Linked DNA regions of Danio rerio: region 1 is linked to region 2. A link is a contact called in public HiChIP or PLAC-seq data. All regions are on one chromosome and are shown on one strand. The core of a region is the stretch at or near the end of the contact, and the rest is flanking DNA. Distances in the headings are between cores, read along the strand shown.

Evidence for each region. HiChIP or PLAC-seq counts read pairs in DNA pulled down with a chosen protein or histone mark.
Region 1: an H3K4me3 HiChIP or PLAC-seq map of gastrula embryo shows a contact between it and region 2, with 2.1 times the contacts expected there. The contact joins the promoter of si:ch211-114c12.2 here to the promoter of tp53 in region 2. A contact is called at or near these places in 2 of 18 Hi-C or Micro-C datasets (caudal fin and hematopoietic stem cells) and 2 of 4 datasets of contacts at active chromatin or transcription factors (embryo and gastrula embryo).

What each region holds. Positions count from the first base shown.
Region 1 is chr5:24,783,658-24,786,825 of GRCz12tu, reverse strand. It overlaps si:ch211-114c12.2, which reads right to left and starts at 1,398. Exons shown (of 10, transcript NM_001002300.1): 1 at 1,174-1,398; 2 at 198-259; 3 at 1-110. The coding sequence starts at 238. It overlaps capga (capping protein (actin filament), gelsolin-like a), which reads left to right and starts at 2,996. Exons shown (of 9, transcript NM_001289065.1): 1 at 2,996-3,059.
Region 2 is chr5:24,740,842-24,744,106 of GRCz12tu, reverse strand. It overlaps tp53 (tumor protein p53), which reads right to left and starts at 1,360. Exons shown (of 11, transcript NM_131327.2): 1 at 1,192-1,360; 2 at 500-554; 3 at 211-259; 4 at 1-118. The coding sequence starts at 552.

The DNA of each region.
Region 1 (3,168 bases), core at 149-2,648, 43 kb before region 2:
TCCAACTCGGAGGGGCTTTTCCAGGAGGCCCTCTGAAACCTCTTTGGCTTCTTGAAGGGGGGCCATATCGCCCTTCATGATTCATGCTATTGTAGTTGTCTGAGAAAGGCCTGTATGAGAATAAACAACATTTTAGTCTCACTTATAATGATAAACTTAGTTCAATCAGAATTAAATATTACATATCTAAATCAAACCTGTGTTTGGAACGAGGAGATCCTGATTGTGGTCTCACCATTTTTTCAGTTTTATCACCTATCTTCAAGTGAAATAAAAGACATTAAATATTAATCTTCCAGTTAAGGTAATGCAACATGCCTCACGTACAAAAAACAATAAAAATATAAATAATTGCGAAAAAATAAGAAATATTGACTTAAGGTTGTAGTATCTGAAAATAAAACAAAAAATTATAACACAAAGAAGTTCTTATAATTAATAACCAATAATACTTCACATAATTTTAAGTCCATACAAACAAATCCAAGCAATCAATCTTAACGTGTCAGTGCTTTGAAAATGTAACAAAAGTTAAAACGTTTCATGCTCCTCGGAGAGTGTGTGTGCTATTTAAAACGTTTGAGGACATGTAACGTTACCGTTTCTACAATGCATTTCAACCCCTTTTAAACAAACAATACAGTACGACACTGCAGGAAGTCGATACAAATAAAATCACTGAATGCGTTTGCCAGAGACGTGGTGGTTGGATGAAACAAACTAACATGCAAGTTTTAGTAGTTTTCCACGACCTTAATTAAATCATGTTAAAAGTCAAAAGTTGAACCGAGCTCGACGACACCACATTCCTGGCCTAATGTTACATGAACGCGTGTCTGGGCCGACAAGGCCGTGAGTCACATCCAAAATGCTAACTCGAAACAAATGTACCAGCACGACGTTTCACTAGTAACATTACACAGATAATGCAACAACACTTCTAAGACAATAGAAACAACATTAGCGGTACGTGTAAATGTAAAAACACATCGAACAAAACAACACTCCTTCGTTTATCGCGCTAATGCGAAACTACGACAAAGCGAAACCATTTTCACTACAGTGCTATGCAACAATATCAGTTATGCTAATAATTCGTTTAATCTTTTCACTGTTAAAGGTCTACGTTACTAAAATCCGACAAAGTTGACTGGCTGTGTTGTTTTGACATACCCGATGTAGCGCGATACTGAAAACAGATAGGCCGTGATAGCAAACAAACGTCTTCTGTTAAGCGTCGGTCCACATCTGACCAAAATAGAACCGTAAACGTTTCCAAAAAACAAACACTCCGTCGCTTTCGTCGTCACATCTAGGTTTCTCCGTCGAAAAAAACGAGTGGTCTCCGTGAAATTACATTCACACCGACTGAACAGCTGCAGCCGTGACGTCACCTGAATGGGGCGCGTTCACGACCAGACTGGGACAGGAACTGACTAGGATAGGATTATTATCGAATCCGCCCATATCGTTGCTTTGTTAGTATGTTATAATATTTTTAGCACGTATATTTAACAGTGTTAATCATTAATTCAGTATTAGATACTGGTTTGGGTAAAATGCATAAATCATATACAAAAATTATAAATTCTCAAAATAGACTGGGAATTAAAAATAGGCCTAACGTTACCAACATTTGCCCAGTGCTAAAACCTCAGCTGTTGTACCGTTTGTCTCTCTCTCTCTCTCCCTTTGTTACTCCAGACTATTACATAACTTGGTTTAAATAAGATAGCATGGACACTTTTAATTACGTTCACTTGTCCTATGCCTAGAAGTTGGTATTTGACTACACTGACTTCATTGCACTGAAGATATACTTTTCAAGTGATTGGAATAATGTGAATTGACAACATTAAAATACAAATTAGCATTCTTTTGTTCCTGCACAGCATTATATATAGGGGGTTTGTCAGGCACGTGCACACATAGGGCTCAACCTGTGAAGTGCACATGCCCTTTTTAGTCTTGGATAGAAAGTGCCCTTCCAAAGAGATCTGAAGTGCCCTAGCGCCCCCCAACCTTTACCCCCAATCTAATTTTCCCACCTTTAGCTGTTTCTGGGTCCTGCTGAACCCTATTTAAAAAAAAAAAAACATGATATGGAAGTCACTAGGGACCAGTCCAGCACAATTTCCAAAGTGTGTTTTTTATCTTATCTAATTTACACAGGTTTGTTGAGAGGCAGATCTATATCAGACCCTTATCATCAAACATGGTTTTATTAGGTAACTAATTTACTTTTTAGATTTTATTTTCTGTGGACCCATAACCAGATTACAGATGATCAAAGTTAATGTTAATCTACTGACCTCTGCTGGTTCACCACATAATCTCTTATACAGTACGTCCTCTTTCTTACAGCAATGGGAATGTTTTTCTTATGTTGGTAAAAATAGACATGTTATAATTCTTACTAAAGCTTCAAAGTATACCCACACATCATACTCATACAGTATTATACTATAATAAATGAGAAATCAGATAACATTGACACTTTTAACTCACACTTTCCATCGCCATATGTTCCATTGAGAGATAGATATGAATCATAATAATAACCCTGTGATCTTTAGTGCTGAACAGCTCACATGACATTTGTTTACCTAAATACTGGAGTCCTGCGATACAATAAAGCTTCAGCTCATCAGGCTGCATTTTCAGACATTGTTATTTTGACTTTTCACCACCTTGTCTTTTTCCCCTCACTTTTTCCGTAAATGACATGAGCATGTAGTTAAAAGGATGAGTTGCTTGTGTAGTCAAAAAGAGATGTGTTTGCATACAGTGTGTTTGCAGCAGATGTGAGATGCTGATGATTAGACTCCCCCTGCGGCTAAACATTTGGTTAATACACTTTTGTCCATCCAACCAAGAGCTTCACACAGTCAATGCCTCAATAACTGTTTGGCCTTTGTAAGTTACCGAGGGGTAAATAGCAGGAAGTTATGAGGCAAGTCAGTCAACTGTATATGCAGAAGAGGTGGTTGTTCAGGCAGCTGTTACATTTAAGAGCTGTCAGGAGCTGGACTGACATCAGCAAACACTGTTGCATTAAGGTAGGAAATTCATATTTCAGCATTTTGTGACTTTCTGTAAAAAAAAAATAATAATAAAAAAGAACTTTAAAATACATTCATACTAATATACATCATCGGTCAAAAGTTT
Region 2 (3,265 bases), core at 111-2,610:
CGCCGGGATAGTCGCTTGTCTCCGGAACAGTGGATGTTGGTGGGAGAGTGGATGGCTGAGGCTGTTCTTCAAGCACATTTTCAAAAAAATTGGGGTCAAACGATCCCGGCAAGTACTCCTGGCAAACACAGAACAAACAAAAGTTCAACACTGAAAACCAAAAGAGGAAAATAGAGATTTCTGGGTGTTTGAGATTATTTTTTTAAATACCTCATCATTAATGATGTCCCAGCAAGAGCCACCACCTGGGGGCTGAATACTTCTGAGACAATTGAAAAGGAAGAGAGAGAAATTAGTATTAATCTGTTGAAGCTCATACAAAGAACTCCAGATAAACAATACGTTCGACAGATGCATCTTAAACAAGCAAACACCAAAAATATTAAGACAGGTACATTATAGCAACCTGACATGGCTGCTAACAAAAATACGGGGAAATTTAGAGAGGCAGGAAAAAGAGGAGCGTTGTGTATCAGGAGTGCGACCCTTGCGAACTTACATCAAATTCTTCTCCCAGAGCTCCGCGAACTCTTGGCTGTCGTTTTGCGCCATTGCTGTGAAATTATAAACACGAAAGTCATAAAAACCTGGGGGGAAATAATATATCACGACAACTAAAATTACTATAACGTTAAAATAAAAGTCGGGATGTTGTTTCTTATGCAAAGTGTGATATTTATATAACATGTACATTCACTTTAAATTTAAAAAACAGGCGATCGCTCAGAGTCGCAAAGATGCCGCTTAACGTTAGCTTATTAGCTTCACAGTTCTGTCGCGCAAGTAGATATAGCTAAAAATGAATAAAAATGCGCATACCTGTACATAAGATTTCTAAAAGTCACCTAAAGCTATTATACTGAAACTCTAAGTTTGCATTTTCGACAGCTAATGTTAGCTAGCTAACAGGCTTAGCGGCTAACGTTAACATCAACGTTTTAGTAACGTTTAAAGCGATGTCGGGCCTAAAGTTCGAAATACGAGTTTCACTCTTAATTCATTACCAGTTTTTATCGAATCGACGTCAGTTTGTTACAATAATACAACACACAAGCGGTCCAATGATGTTGCACACCAAATCCCGACTTTTACTTAATATACAAACAGCTGAATCTACAAACACTAGTTAACGTTAATAAATATGATCGATCAAACCACTAACGCTAGTCAATAAAAGTTTCGCTTTGTTACCTTTGCAAGAATTGATTTTGCCGACCTCCTCTCCACTAAACTACGATTATCGACTTTCGGATTGCCCGGATATGTAGTCGATCGACTTAAAGAATGACCAAAACAAGGAGGTTATTGGACATCCACAAAGCAAATCCGCGTGGAGTTTTGGGGATTCCCCTAGTTACAGGAGGAGCATGTGACGTCAGCGTCACCTGACGGACAGAGAATGAATTAATTGAAAGAAAAAAGAAAACGCTGCAGAAAAATATCGATTTTAATGCACGAATCGATGCTTCATTCCACTTTATATTTATAACTAACGTTGTCTGTTTTATGCCAATTAATTCGAGTGTTGCAAAAGGGCGGGATCTATTAAACGAGGAAGTTGTTTGTCCAGTGAACTTTCTGCATCCAGGTCGCGTAGACGATTTAAATCTGCAGCGTTTTTATATATTATATTGAACAATAGCACTTGTTGACCTTGCGTTTCGCAGAAATAGTAATATTGAAACAAAGAAAGGATCTGTAATGGTAGATAAACAGAGGGATGCGAGGCAGATGTGTCCTTGCTGTGATTTAAGAAATCACATGGAAGGCGTCAAATTGCAATCTACAGAACAAACTGAAAGTCGGTTATTAGTGGTTTACTGGATATTATAAAATAATGAGCTCCAAAGGCTTATTAAAATTACTGTGCTTTACATAGATTACAGCCACACAATGTCTGTGATTGGTCCGTCCGTAAAATCATTAGTGAAACCACTGACTGACTAGTTGTGTCCCCACATCATGGGAGAGGAAGACTGTCATGAGCACTTCATCACTCAGACTGAAAGTTTATGAAGTAAGTATCGCATTTCAGAAATTTCATTTCATTTTCTTGTCGGCTTAGTCCCTTTATTAATCCGGGGTCGCCACAGCGGAATAAACGCCAACTTATCCAGCAAGTTTTTACGCAGCGGATGCCCTTCCAGCCACAACCCATCTCTGGGAAACACCCACACACACATTCACACACACTAGGGACAATTTTAGCTTACCCAAGTCACCTGTACTGCATGTCTTTGGACTGTGGGGGAAACCGGAGCACCCGGAGGAAACCCACGGTCCCACGCGAAGGCAGGAAGAACATGCAAACTCCACACAGAAACGCCAACTGAGGCCGAGGTTCGAACCAGCGACCCAGCAACCTTCTTGCTGTGAGGCGACAGCACTAGCTTCTGCGCCACTGCCTCACCCCATTTCAGAAATGTAACTGTTATTGTCACCCACGTTTAGGATAATAAGCAGTTTATCTTACATACAATAGGCCTAAGGAAACTGCTTATAATATGAAACAGGTAGGCTTTGGTTTGATTTCAGTCAAGTATGTATAAAGAATAGGTGTCAGCAGTCATTTATGTTGTATAACATACACAAGAAATACAGCCTTCTGAAAAAACATTTCCTGGCATAAAAAGGATAAATCAGACATGAAACAATTACTTTAAGTAAGACTGTATGATCTTGAAAAAGCACCTTTTTAGGACAGAAGCAATTAATTTAATCTGATAAGTCACCCAGTTTGCGTTATTTTGAAATATTTGTGTGATTGACAACAATATGAGAAGAGAGTAAAAAGAGAGCGAATCAGAAGCAAAACCCCAAACATATATTTTATATTGTATTGTAAACATTCGCATGCATGGTGGAATAAGTCATATTTTTCGAGGGCATTATTAATTGACTGAGAAATATGCCTAGACCTATTATGTTTTGAAGACATGAAATATAATATTTTTTTACCTTCAAAGAATTATTGTGATGCCAAAGCCACTTTGTTTTAATACCTCTCAAATTTTTGTGTATTTAAAAAAAAAAAAAGATTCTCTAAAGACAATAGATGATCAGTGTTACATTTATATGATGACAATTCATAAACCAAAACTTTATTGCAATTTAAAAAACATTTCCTAGATGTAATCCTAGTGGCTATTAATCTTAAATAAAACTTATAATCAATTAATTATGATGTAAAAAAGCTTTAATCAACTTGAGTCTATCTGAACATCATCGTGCATGCGTGAGTTTGACTGAACATTCTGGAAAAGTT